Linked DNA regions of Muntiacus reevesi: all the other regions are linked to region 3. The links are chromatin contacts, called in public Hi-C maps. All regions are on one chromosome and are shown on one strand. Each heading gives the region's core, a stretch centred on a gene start, on an enhancer-like site or on the middle of the called end of the contact. The rest is flanking DNA. Distances are from core to core; before and after follow the strand shown.

What was found. Hi-C and Micro-C count contacts between places; a contact is called where the count stands out from the background.
Region 1: a contact with region 3 is called in a Hi-C map of blood, with 5 times the contacts expected there. The contact joins the promoter of FBXO9 here to the promoter of TMEM14A in region 3. A contact is called at or near these places in 2 of 3 Hi-C or Micro-C datasets (blood and muscle).
Region 2: a Hi-C map of muscle shows a contact between it and region 3, with 7 times the contacts expected there. The contact joins the promoter of EFHC1 here to the promoter of TMEM14A in region 3. A contact is called at or near these places in 2 of 3 Hi-C or Micro-C datasets (blood and muscle).

What each region holds. Positions count from the first base shown.
Region 1 is chr20:26,363,597-26,368,622 of mMunRee1.1, forward strand. FBXO9 (F-box protein 9) reads left to right here and starts at 3,519. Exons shown (of 14, transcript XM_065913184.1): 1 at 3,519-3,657. The coding sequence starts at 3,655. It overlaps LOC136151782, which reads right to left and starts at 3,261. Exons shown (of 2, transcript XM_065913191.1): 1 at 2,960-3,261.
Region 2 is chr20:25,941,971-25,946,342 of mMunRee1.1, forward strand. EFHC1 (EF-hand domain containing 1) reads left to right here and starts at 2,455. Exons shown (of 11, transcript XM_065912098.1): 1 at 2,455-2,612. The coding sequence starts at 2,550.
Region 3 is chr20:26,146,554-26,151,330 of mMunRee1.1, forward strand. TMEM14A (transmembrane protein 14A) reads left to right here and starts at 2,404. Exons shown (of 6, transcript XM_065913097.1): 1 at 2,404-2,539.

The DNA.
Region 1 (5,026 bases), core at 2,269-4,768, 220 kb after region 3:
ACCCACAGGACCGCGGAGAGACTACAACCCGAGAGCCTCCCTCTCGCCCTCCATTCCCTCGTGGGGCCACCGCAGGGGGCGGGGGGCCCCTCGCAGCTCTGGTCCATCACCCCCAGTGACAGGTCACCCGGCGGAAGCCCCTCATCCCCGACCCCACTTACCGGCGCCGCGACACAGGCGAGGGCCCGCCCCTGCGGGGAGCGCGGTTCCTCGGAGGGCGGGCGCGGGGCCGGCCCGGGAGCTGGAGCAGGAGCAGGGCGACCCCCGCTAGGACGGGCCGAGGGGTCCGCGCAAGGACGCCCGGGGGCGCCGGCGAGGGGCGCGGGCCGCCCGGCGCATGGTGAGCAGCGGGGACCCGGCCGCTCTCCAGCCTCCGGCAGGAAAACAAACAAAAGGCTGAGAGGCTTGTGGTGGGGACGACCGGCCGCTTTCCCTGGGAAAAGTTACCCTGCAGCTCCCCTCGCTGGCCCCGCGCGTCCTTGCACCGCGGCCGGACCGCTTGGGGCGCCCAGCCGCGCGCTCCGCTCTCCACCCCAGCCCGCGGCAGCCCAGGGGCCCTGCGTCCCGCCTACCGCCGAGGAGCCCTCCAGCTCCACGCGGCCGCCTAGGGCATCAGGATGGAGAGATGCAGGCCGAGGATGCACGTTCGGAAGACATGCCATTACAGGTGATCATGGTGGACACGCTTTCCTGGCTTTAAAAAACGTATCTGTAATGCCACCGAAAAGTGGTTTAATATGGCAAATTGCATCATATTTATTTTACCGTAATAAAAAATATTTAAAATAAAAACCAGACTGCGTGTTAGCATCCATTGGGACTTCAAGAGTTTTTATGTTTTGAGCAACTTTAGTTTGGAAAACTGGATTGTTACTCAGGTGGAGAATACACTAGGTAACTACAGATTGGTCTCGGGGTGTAACTAGTTATTTGAAATTTAACACTTCTTAAACGCGGTCCCTTGTGTCGTTAGTTATATTGCAAAGGTAAATCATCCCTATGAGGACTGGCTCTGAACTACTTTGAGAAAAGAAATTGCTTCGAGGTCCTCGATTTAAATTCACATAATTGCCCCCAAGCTAAGGGTTCTCACACTTTAGCTGGAGACATCAGAATCACCCCCAAGAGCTTGTGAAAACAGATTGCTGGGCCCTCTCCCCAGAATTCTGGTGCTGATACTACTGGTCAGGAGAAACACACTGCCCTAAGCAACACAATTTAAATTAATAAAGCAGTAATCCTTTCTCTGAGTTTAGATCTCCCAGCTCATATCAGTTTTTCTCACTGTCTTTGTTTCTGAATTCTGAGAAGTGAAAAAATTATTTCCAAAAAGAATCTATGCAGAAGGACTGAATCCCTCTTTTCTCTTGCTTCTGTTGAAGAAACAAGATACAAGACTGCTAAGCTTCCTTAGACTTCCTGTCTCAAATGGGAAAGGGTCATCTATCCACTTGGCAATTGTATAACATTTATCTACATTCACGTTTACCCACATAACACCCAAACCATATGGCAAATGAGAATTGAAAGTCATTATCAACGAAAAGATATGGAGACAGGAGGCAGCCTAACAAATCATATAACCACCTCTATGAAAAGTGATTTTTGAAGTATTTAAAATGATCAGTTTTAGTCAAACTCAGTTGATCAAGCAATAGGCAAATGGACTGTCCTGATCTACCTTTAACAAGGGTACACTGGGCTAGTAAGTGGCTTAGGTCAGTAGTCCTAGCCTAGGGAAAATTATAACCATGTATTACATAATATGATGAAATAATACAGCCCTGTAAAAAGGTCCAGTGGATAGAGTGAATACTTTTCTAAAATTGAAAAATTTAGATAACATAACAGCATTTTAATAAAGTAGATGCTCAATTTATTGTTACAAATACTAATTATTGTTTTATTAAACTTTATTATTTACTAGAATAGAATAATAGATATAATCTGTTATGAGCATTCAACCAGTTTAATGAAATAGACTAGTTCTGAAAATATTTCAATATTCAGTCCTCATTTGCAAAACCGATCTTTTGTATTCATGAATCAAATACAGCATTTCCTTCTACTTCTAGACTACATCTAGTCTTTCTCCCGTTTTAATTTCAAAATATGATTTACAAGACGTCATTGGGAGGAAAATCATCATTAAAAGACCTAAGCCCTAGAGTCTCCTTTAAAAACTAAAAACTGGTAAACTTTTAGTCTCCTTTAAATAAGAATATACTTTTTACAGGTAGCTGACTTAGGAGGCAAATGAAAACATACCCACCAGAACGATGGATCCTAACATTAAAAGATAGTAGTTGTGGCTTCCATAATGTAGCTCACCATTCTGCACCCCTCCCTTTCTTTTTTTCTGCCTCTGTTTTTCTGCAGAAAAATGTACTGCATTACTAAGATCTAAATAAACAGAATAAAATAACGGATAAGAGATTTAAACTCTTGTGAATTCGTGGAATCACGAGTAGGGCTTGGAAACCTGGTGACTATTAGTACCCCACACCTAGTAGAAATCTCAGAAACTCCATAAATGTTTGCTGAAAGAAGGTAAGAAGCTCCAAGGCTAGGTTTACACATAGCATGCCAAAGTCAGTATTTAAAACAAAGTCAAGTGTGGAAAAGTAATATACCGCCAGCCAAACCCGAATGCCGTCTGCGGAAGTGAAATCAGGTGTTTGGGCTTTAAGAGGCGGGGCCAGAACAGCGTGCGAGTACCGGCGCTCTACGTGGAATGGCTGACTACAAATCCCACTGTGCCGCGGGAGCCGTCGCCGCGAACTATCGGGGCCGGAGAGCCCCAACGTCCTCCTTGCGTTGCATGATGGGGTTTGCAGTGCGACGTGCGTTGCGGGGAATGGGGGGCTAAGTTTTCTCTCGGGCTTTTCTCCTGAGCGCCTCTTTTTCTCAACCTCCAGAACCGTGTTTTTGAGAAGCTTAGTAATTATGACGGACTTACGATAGTGGAATTCCACTGTTTGCGGTCCTGGGTTGGGATTCTAGCCACTGTCGCCGAGAACCGTGTAGCGACCACCCCGAGCACCCAATTCGATGCCTTAGGACCGCTTGCCTGAGGGTCTTAACTCTAAGTTTGAGTTAACGGCTGTTCAAGTTTGCATAAGTTCACTGAGCCGAACACTAGGTCGAGTTTGACTTTCGGACACCCGATGTCCCTCCTGGGCTGTGCCTCGTGCGCAAACCAAGCGAATGTCCCTCGGCTATCCACCGGGCAGCGAGGGGGCCGCGGAGCCGGGCGACGGCGGCTCGGCAGTGCGCATGCTCGCCGCGCCGGCGCAGGTTTCCGCGGCAGACGAGCAGCTCCGCTGCGGCGTCCGGGGTTTCCAGCAGGGCCGGCGCTCCCGTTCGCGCAGAGTCCTTGGCCTCGGCGGGCACTCGGCGTCCCTGCGCTCCGCGAGTCCCCGGCCGCCGCCCCAGCGCGCCGCGATCTGGCCCTCTGCCCCGCGAAGATGGCTGCCGTACGCCGGGCCCGCAGTTACTGCCGCTGCCTGGTGCGCTTCTCCGACCGAGAACTCTGCTAAGCCCCGCTGCAGCAGACGGCAGGAGTAGACACCGGACTCGCAGCGCACCTCCTCGCGGGGGCGGTGCCGAGGGGGCGCCGAGAGCCCCTCGGCCGCGGCCGGCCGGCCAGCCAGCATGGTAAAGCGCCGAGGGGCTCGGGCGGGCGGCGGACGGGAGGACCCGGGCCTGCGGAGGGGAGTGGGGAGGAGGAACCTTTGAGGGGTGGGGTCTGCAAGGCTACCACCATCCTGGGGTCCTCGTCTGAGGGAGAGGATGGTGGCAGCCTTGCCAGATTCCTGGAGTTACTTCCTGAGGAGCACCCCCGCACCCTTCCCCTCCACCCCACCCCCCAAGCTGGGGGCTCCAGGTTAGCAGAGAGGGATTGCTGGACGGCCGAGAAAAATGCCTCTCTTCGGCCTGCTGAGGACATTGAACCAATCTCTTTCCTTTATTAAAAGCAGCGAGCGTAGATTGAGGTGAGCCGTCGCAGTATCTGAAATCGGGAGGGAGCTTTGGCAAGTGAAGGCACTTGTTGATCGCCGTGTCTCCCCGCAAGAAACCCAAAAACAAAACCTGCCCAGCGAGCCGCCATTCTGGCCTTTTAAGGCGTCTTGAGTTTAGGACGCACCTGCCCCAGGACGCGGCTGTGCCTAGGGCAGGGTTTTGGCCGGCGGTTTGAGGGATTCTGTCGCATTTCACGGCCATGAAAGCCCGAGTGGTCCAAGTGGAGAGACTGAAAAGCTCTAGAAGTTGACAACGCAGGTTCCATGGAGCTATTGCGTGCTGGCAAGGGTACTCTCTGCCCCCTGTTACTTTGCTTTGGCTCCCAATAAATTGTCGATGTGAGAAACTTAACTATGGCCAAGTTGAATCTTCAAGAGCGAAATGATACCAAGCTCATTAGTTTATAGTAGACACCCAAGTGTTTAGGAATGTATGAATGGTTGAATGAGTTTATGAAGTCAATTTGGAGAGTATAAAAACACTAATTAACTCTGCTTCTAAACTTTTAGAGATAGTTCTCTGACCAGGATTAAGCACTTAACTTTGGGTATTAATCCCATCTGTGAAACAGTAAAATGATGAACACATGAGCTACTCTGGTGAAAAGTGGTGTTAAGTCAAACTCAATTATGTAAAACAAACTGAATATCTCTGCATGACAGCCGAAGACCTACTTATTTCAAGTGGTATTTGAGTTGAAAAATGCGGTAAAACCCCAAATTTGTTTTTGTCATACTGTCAAAATCAAAGTCACAGTGGATTAGAGCTCTATTATAACACAACTCGAGGAAGATGAAAGATTCTGTCTATATTATCCATTTCCTGTCTCCTTACCTCATCCTTGAGCTATGCATTATATATTTTCATGGCATTTTATTTGTTAATTCAGCCAATTTTTTGAGCACTTATCGCCTGGCATAGTGCCAGACCCCAGATCTTGTTGCCAATGCACTAATTCTAGTGAAAGAGATGAAATCTCAACAAAAAGTCTTCAGTGCTGTGA
Region 2 (4,372 bases), core at 1,205-3,704, 200 kb before region 3:
CCACAGACCAAGAGAAGTTTCCTTCACCATGCATGTCTAGGTCTGAAAGTAGTTGAAACACTCTATTAAGGGTATCATAGTGTGCCCTTCTGGAAAAGAAAGGCCTTTGACCAGAAGGCACTGCCCCAATAGGAATAGATGCCATAAAGGACAAGAAACTTAGGAAGGACTCACTGTTTCAAGTCTTTGGGCTCTTTTCCTACCAGCCCAGGGAATACAGACCCCAGTGCAACTCTACAATGAGTCCAGGGGGGCTTTTCCAAGTGTATCCTAAGGCCATGGATTTACTTTAATTGAGAGAAAGGGTGGGGGGGGGGGAGGTGCGCGGATGGATCGTATAACTAGGAACAGTGTAAGTTTATCATGAAGAGTCAGCAAGGATCATAGTGTCCAGTGACTCTGAGGCTGAACTTGCCATCTTGAAATATTTTCCCAGTGGCTGACTTCTGTCAAATGAAAAAAAAGCAAAACCTAAAAGTTGAGAATTATGTTTTATTCAGTGGCCTTTTTGAGGACTCAAACCAGGAAGACAGTCTCTCAGCTCCAAACAACTACCATAAAGAGGTAAGGGAGGAGCCAGGAGCTTTTGCAACAAAAAACAGGTGGTCAGAACATAAAAAAATTACTGTTAATTAAAGAAAACCAGACATCTCAAGTTAATGAATGAGTGATTTTCTTTGTATGAGAAGATGCAGGAGTCTGGGCTCACTGAACTCATTCCTTTGATAGGCATCTTACCATCCAGGACCAGTATTCTGCTTTTCTCCATCCTAAATCCCCTCAGTATGCACAGTTGTGGATGACTTCTGTGACTCATGGCTTAATGGCTGCAACATCTTTTTATTTACTGATAAGGTGACATCCTTTGTCCACACTGCCCTTCTAGGTCAGTGGCTAAGATAAAATGTAATAGACAGATACTTTTAAAGTCTTTAGTATCATTACAATGCATTGATTCAAAAAATGTATTAAACACCTACACTAGGGCACTACACCAATAAAAAATAAAAAATCTGGAAAGGTGAAAAAAGGAGTGGGGGACAAAAATGGGAAATAGAAGTAGTTAGGGGAGAGCAAGTGTTATCAGAAAAGAAACTCTTTGGGCAAGGTGTGGAGACAGCCACCAATAACTACTTCACATGCCATTACTGGATTGATGTCCTGGGCCCCCTGAGGTTTATGCCTGTTAGTGAAACCCATCAGGGGGATTTGCTCTGACAAGCAGCAGCAAAACTAAAGCCTTTGTCTGTACTGGCAGTAAACCACCCATGACATGGATGCCTTTGGCGTGAAGCTTCCTACTCTATCGCACTCCGTTAAACTGGCTCATTCTCAGAAACAGCTGTTATAAAAATCCGATGCCTGGGCCCCATTTCAAACCCAGTGAATCCAATGTCCAGACATCTGGGTTTTGTTTTTCTTTTTAAGCTCCTTAGCGCTGCCGATAGCTTGTTTTTTCTTTCTTGAAGATGTTTCAAGAACAGTATTACATTTTTTAAGGGATAATAATGTAAACAAGTTTTGTAAAAAGAGTACTGACGGTTTTGACAATTTATCACTGCACTTATTTGCTTTTCTCCTATGACAAATTTTTCTTGGAATATGTATTTCCCCTCATGGGTCTTAACTTTTTATTGCAACTGTAGGTAGTGGATACTAGAGACTCGGAGAATCGACAGGAGCGCCTTGTAGCTCTCCAGTCAACAAATATTGAGTGTCCTGCGGTGAATGTGTAAGATGGATGGGGGATGGGGTGGTCCATCCACCAAGGCCTGTGAAGGAGGATGTAGGAGTACATGTGCTGCGCTTAGTCGCTCAGTCGTGTCCGACTCTTGGCGACCCCAGGGACTGTATGTAGCCCGCCAGGCCCCTCTGTCCATGGGATTCTCCAGGCAAGAATACTGGAGTGGATTGCCATTTCCTTCAGAAAGGTAAAGTAGGAAAAAACTTGAATGCGGTAGTTGGAGGATTAGGCACCAGTCAGTTGCTTTTGTTTATTGAACATCCTTGAACAACAGAAATACAATCATGAATAATTCTCAGTCCCTGGGCCCAGGGAAGCACGGGTTCGGGAGAAGTAACACTTTCAACCGGAACCAACCAGTGACACTTCCGTGTGAACTGGGACAAGAGCCTTTTTCCCACAGGTGGAAGAGCGAGCGGGCGGGGCGAGGTGAGGACTGGGGTGGAGCGAAGGAAGGACCGCCCCTTCCCCTGTAACTGATCTAAGGCCCCGCCCGGAACCCAAGCCCTCAAGGGGAGAACCATCACGTCATCCTACAACCACCTCCTCCCGCCCCGCGTTCTCACGTGACTGCGCGGGGCGGGGCTAGCTCCCCTCGGCCACACTCCCGCGAGAACGTCTAGTCCACGGGCTGCGCACGCGCGGGCCGGGCACGCCTGCGTCTCAGGCCCCGCCCCTCTTCCGCGAGCGCTCGGCGTGTTTGGCGTTACCATGGAGCTGCCGGGCCGCCCAGAACGCCGCTGGTCCCCCTGGCAACGCGGGAGGACCAAACCCGACCCGGGTGGCGGCGGCGGGAGCGGCCGCAATGGTGTCTAACCCAGTGCATGGCCTGCCTTTTCTCCCAGGCACGTCCTTTAAGGACTTAACGGTGAGGACTTCTCCGGCCAACCCCCTGACCCCACCTCCTGGCAGCCTCGGAGGGCTCGCAGCAGGTTGCGTCTCTTCTCGTCGACGCGAGTTTGTCGTTTTCCCCTTCAAACCCTCTTTCTGCCCCCAACTCTGTTCTCCCCACCACCACCACACCCGACCTCACCCTCTTTCCCCAGTTTGCTCCCAGCCCATCCCTCTCTGGTTTTTCCACTCCATCCTGGCAGTCTGTTGGCCTCCCAGCGTTCTTCCTTGCTGCGCTGCTCTTGCTGGTTTTCCCCACCTGGTTCCCGAGCTCCCTCGGCCTTCTCTCTAGCTCATTCTCCCTTCTGCGTACCTCTCCTGCCCAGGTCCATCCTTAAACTCTTCTTCCCTCAACCTGGGCCTCTTCCCCGACTCAACCTCTACACGCCTTCGTCCTTATTTCCACAGCCCGATCCCACCCACTCTCCGCAAGCCCATCATTGCCGCCCGCATTTTTCCTCTTCTGAATCCTAGACCCAGTAATCGCTCCCACTCCCAACTCCATTTCCACCTGTTGGCTTCTTTCTGCCAGGTGCTTTGCCGCGGTCTCATTTATGCTTCTACGAAGCCCTATCTCCTTTTCTGTCCAGCACTTCGACTTTTTCTGCAGTCTTGTTTAATCTTTTTTCCCCCAAATGCTCTTGCTCGTAAAGTTAAATTTTCAACACTTGGCCAACTTCCTCCCAAACCATCCTCAGGTGATTTATGGGAGAAAATTGCGCTTTAGTTCCCTCTGCCACAATTGATGTGTTCTTGTTTTTTCTTCCTCTAGCCCTTTTCCCTTTTAACATTTTTATAAAAAATTGCTGTTTGGATTTTGTTTCACTCCTCCCCTACCTTAAGTGTTTTTAGTTGTATCCTCTAGACAAAACTGAAGAGAAAAAAAAATAGACTTGTGTTTGTTTTTTTTCCCCTCTGACACAGTTTAGCCCTTGACAAAATTATGATTTTAATACTGAAATTTCAGGGTTGCTGAAATATGTGTTGGAAGGTCAGCATTAAGATTCAATAGACTGATTTTCAAAGATGAAACAATAATCATTTATATTTTTGTAGTTTAACAATTTAAACTATAAGTTCCTCTCCTTGGTCATAAAGGTAAGGTAAAAAAAACTGGAGACTGACTGCTCACTTGGCTCTTCCTTTCCTGTTGAGGGGAAGTTGTCTCCTGGCACTGAACAGTGCTGGTTCGGAGAATGGGATAAGGCAGACAAAATGAGGTAGTCTTCCTTCTCTTCCTGTATGAATATTCTTGGTTTTTTTAATCCCACTGTGTTGCTGAAACCTCCTACATGGACCTCTTCCAGAGCTCTTGTTTGTGGATAGCTGTCCGACCACTGATCTTTGTGGAGTGGTGGGGAGGCTGGGTCTCTGTGCCACTGTTTTGATCTCCTTCCTTCAAAAATATTTCCTTTTCACTTTTTTCTTTTTTATATAATCTTTTGGTTTTCTTCCAGTTTTCAAAAAGAATGTGTTGATTGTAAAAAAGAACAACATAATTCAGAAATGTATAGAACAGAGAACATTCTCCAAAGCAGTCTTTTTGTGCACATGCTTGCATGCTTGTAATTGTAGTACATGCATAATTTTATAAACTGCTTTTCTGGGCTTATTAAATCATAAACATTTCCCCCAGATTGCCACATGATCTTCAAAACCAGTATTTTAATAGCCCATTAGGCGAGCTTTCTGTCATTTTCTCCTGCTTGTCTTTTAGATTGCTTCTCATGCTTTGCT
Region 3 (4,777 bases), core at 1,154-3,653:
TCAGCCTTGCCCTTCTTTTCCTTCACATCCACCAAATACAACTTAGGAAACCCTGCATTACTGGGGACTGGGAGTTCTGCAGATCCAAAGGGGCCTGAGGATAGAAATCAGGAATTGGAGAACCTGGATGGGAAAAAGAAGTTTCTGTGTTCACCAACCTTTGACTGAAATTTAACATTTGTTTCCATTAGGAAAATAGGCAGCAAACCAAGTAGCACTGGTACCTGTGACTGTGTCATCCCCACAAATTACAGATATTCACATGTTACAGATACCTCAAAGTATTGTTGTATGCACCACTACTTAGAAGTTACAGTCATTTTTATACCCACTCCTAGAGCCCATGATTTAATAATGAAGCACATCTTTGGCACAGATTTAAAGGTTTACTACTTTAATAACTTTCCTTCTTTGGATAACCTTATTTCAATAAAACTGGCTTCCCTGGCAATCCTGTGCATTTTATCTTGTACGTTTCTCCAGGAGTGGTGGCACATTGAAAGTTAAGAATCTGCTGTGGATAATGAGCAGACAGCTTTACAAAAAAGGCAGAGGTGAATAGATTTTGCTGCACCCTTACCTTGGGCTCTAATCTTCCCATTAGATGAAGTAGGTGGCAGTTGGTGGCATGTAAGTTGAGAGGACTGTGGCCCCTTTGCCTAAGAACTTTCCTGTTCCCACATGTTGTTCATGTTGCTCTTTTTTTTAGATGAAAATAACTTGAGTAGGAATATCATGCTTCCAGCCTCTAAGACCTCAGTGACAGGGCTGGAAGGGATCTCAGCATCATAAATCCAGGCTCTGGGGTTCAGGGGTAATTACTTACTTGAGGAGGGTGATCATGTTAGTTAAAGATAACTGAGGTATCCCAAAGTTCTTGGTTTTATTCTGGATAGAGAAAGTGTCCTGGAAGTCTTGGGAGAGAGAAAAAGGGAAGGAGGGAGGAAGGAAAAGAGACACACACACATGGGCGTGCACATGTGTGGGAGAACACATGCACAAGGATTCCAACGTGCACTGGGCTAAGGATGGGTATAGAAGGGGATGAGGAGAGCTGGAAGAACTCAGCACCAAACCCCAGGATACCACTCTCCATTCACATTCCAGCGCCAGCCATCAACTCTCCTATGCCTCTCCCAGAACCCTGTTAACTCCCTCGGCCCACCTTAACACTTCTCAGATGTTAGATATAGTCACACTGCTTCCTTGAAGCACTTTTAAACACAAGGAGTAGATTCAGCAAACAAATTTCACAAGGTTTAATTTATATTCTTAGTTTTTTTTTTTTTTTTTTTTTTTTTTTTTAAAGAGATCCTATTATTCCCAGTCCCGCGGCATCCCTAGAGCTGCTTGATGAACCCTAGATGACGCTTCCCTGGTGGCTCAGACGGTAAAGAATCTGCCTGCAATGCGGGTGACCTGGGTTCGATCTCTGGGTTGGGAAGATCCCCTGGAGACGGGAAGGGCAACCCACTCTAGTATTCTGGCCTGGAGAATTCCACTTACAGAGGAGGCTGGCGGGCTACAGTCTATAGGGTCGAAAAGAGTCGGACACGACAGAGCGACAGCCTAGATGACAGCCTTCTTCAAATCTGAAGAGCTATTATATAAGGAAGAGGGTTGGAGTTACTGGCAGTGGCCTGGAAGGCAAAACTGGAGTGAGGTGAGAAGTTGTAGCCTGGAGGCAGGACTCACAGGTTTATCCCTGGGAATGCGTTATTCTGGAATTAGACATGATTTAGTGCCTTTCAGTTCTGGCACTCTGTACCTGGTCCCTTCAGGTACTTAAGCCCAGCAAATCCTGGCTTTTACCAGGATGCTGGTCTCCGCACCACATCTAGATAACGTCGTAGATGGTGCGATATACTGAAGGGTGCTCAGGCTTTGAAACCAGACCAACTCGGGTTCTAACCTTTGCACCCCACTTAGGAGTTAAGTCTGTGGAAAACTCCTCCGCCTCTCCGAACTTTAGCTCCCTCCGCTGAAAATGGGGTCAATCTGCTGGAGAGTACGTAAAAGGCCTGCTGGAGAGGCCCCACAAACGCCCCTTAAATGAAGGAATCTCTTCTCTGGTTAAAAATCGTTTGCTCTCTGGAATCCCCGTTATACCCAGGTCCACGCCCAGTCTCGCTCCGTCCAGCAGGGGGCAGCAGACTCCAGTCCCAGGATCAGGGCCAGACCCGAAAGCCTGGCGCCGGAGCGAGTGGCCGGGTCCCGAGCGAGTGACCAAGTGTGGCCGCCGCCTGGGATGCTAGAGCGCCGGCAATGCAGGTGGTACAGGCAAGTAACAACCTCCGCTGCGCCGGGAGGGAACCGACCGGGTAGGACCGAGCTGCGGAGGAAGGGATGCAGCGCATGCGCGTGAGGGGGAGGGGCCGGTGCTTCCTGGAACCAGCAGCCCCGCCCAGTGCTGGGAGGTGAGCTCTCAGTGGGAAGGCGCTGGCGGTGAGCTTAGCTTTTCGGTTCCAGGTACGAAGTTTTCCTGTAGCTGGCTCCCAACTTTTTTCTTTTCACCCGCGGGGAAAGCTTGAGGCTGCAGGTGAGCTGTACATCTAGCTGTACCTCAAGATCTTTCTGCCCGTAATTTTCATGCAAAGGTGCAGAAACAGGCAGATAACGATGCCGAGAAACTTGGGAAGATTTTGCAGGGGGTGGCGTCTCCTCTTCCGGGTATCGCTTCTCTCCTTTTTCTGGGAAGTCCCCCAATTTCTTCCTTCCAAGGTCCTGAATCTCCTACCTGTCCTCCCTCCTCCCTTCTCGGAGCTAGGGAGAGATGGAGAAGGGGGTGGGGCCCTTGGATCAACGCAGAAATGCATGGTAAGGTTTCAAACCTTCCAAGCACCATTCAGACTGCACTCGAAAGTCTTTCGAGCCCCCAAGGAGTTCAAAGGTAGGTAATTATTGATACTTAGCATATGCAAATGGTTTTTATATAATAGCTTAGGGAGATCTCTTAGTGGGTTCTCCAAATTTTGGAGGGCTAGGGACAAGGCAGGGCCCTGTCACCTAGTTTTGTGCGCTGTGCAGTAAATCATTTTGCTGCATTGCACCCAATATGCTTTCTGGCTTTTCCAAGGGCTGGGCTTTGCATTTGCGATGGGAGCACTTGATGCGTCGCCCACACCATCCTCATTCCCGTCCCCGCCTTGTTAACGCAGCCTCTGGCTTTCTTGTGTAATTCTGAGCAAATCAAACGGTCCTGCAACGGAAAAGGAGCGACAGGGCGAATTGCCTTTTGCTTGGATTTTCGCTGTAAAACCTTACAAGAGCTGAGAATAGATTTCTTTTGCCTCCTTAGAACACTCAGTTCACTAAGGAGATGAAGGGATTTTTCCTGGCAATAGAGCTATGCTAGGGTAGGTCAGTTACAGAGTATCTTAAGGCAGAAATTATTCCTGAGTTTAGTCTTGAAGGAGCTTGACTGGTGTGGAGGAGAGAGAAGGTCAACCGAAGTGACTCTGCATCAGGGGCCCAGGAGAGGGTCAGAGGAAAAACTGGGGTGGGGCTGGGGGCTCAGAGGAGGGAAAAGGAAACAGCCTTCCACAGCAGGTGATTGACTTAAGGAAAAAATTAGGTTCCTGTTACCACCTGATGATAAGTGATTTCTCTCATAACTTCACCTCTGTATGTAAGGGTGTTTCCTGACTGTGTCTTGATCATCTTAGACTGAACATGTTTCCCTGTCTCAGGAAACAATAGCAAGGCTCTTCTCCCCACTAGTGGTCCAAGCCAGAGATTCATCCCTTCCCTGACAACCACCCCCCCCCCCCCACACACACACCCTGGGTTTGTTGATTCAACCACCTGACCTGTCCACCTCACTCCACTTTCATTTCTCCAGGCCAGACCACCATCATCTCTTGCTTGGCTTACTGCTTCAGACCCGCAGCCCACCTTCACCAGACCCCCTTTATAGGGGTCCAGGAGTCGTCTGGCCCTTGCTCACCTGCACCCCGTCTTTTTACACCGCTTGCACTTCTCTCCGTTTTAAAACCATGCCATGCTGTCTCATGCCACTAGGCTTTCGTAGGCGTCTCTCTTCTGCCTAGGACACACCCCTCCTTGCCAGCCTCCTTCCTTGCTTTCTCCTGCCCTCCTCAAGGCCCCAGCTGGGTCCCTGCTTCCTCACAGAATGAAGCTTAGGCTCCCAGCCTGGGAGGGTGAAGCTCCTGGTTATAGGGCCTGTGCCTCTCCTCTGAGGGCTCCCTCATGCAGCTGCCGCCTCCCTGGTGCCACACTGGAAGTCCTGGAAGATCAGGGCCATGTCCATCAATGGGGTTTTCCGTCTCTTCCTGCTGCCGGCACATAGAAGACACCCAAGAAATCATTGTTGATGTAATTGAGTACACGTGCAAGTTATATCAGTACTATTATGGCTTGAGTCTATGAACGCCTGCATCTTAAATCCACCCCGCCTCAGTTGATTTCTTACTGTGCTGAAATAGTATTGCCCTTGTTCACGTCAAGCTTAAAAATGGGTGTAAGAGTGAAAGAGAGGATCATCATTTGAGCAGCTAATACTTGTTGGGTGTTCAGTGTGTGCCAGGCATGGGTTCTGAGTGCCTTACAGCAGCAACTCATTTCATCACCATAGCAACTCTGTGAGGTAGATATTTTTATTATCCCTGTTTTACAGATGGAGAAACTTAAGATACAGAGAGATTAAGGAACGTGCCTAACATTACATGTTGGTGAGGACAAGCATACACTGTGGAATATCATGGGCTCCTTGAGAAAGATGGGAAGTAGGACTGGACGTGAGGTGCTCACGGGGCTG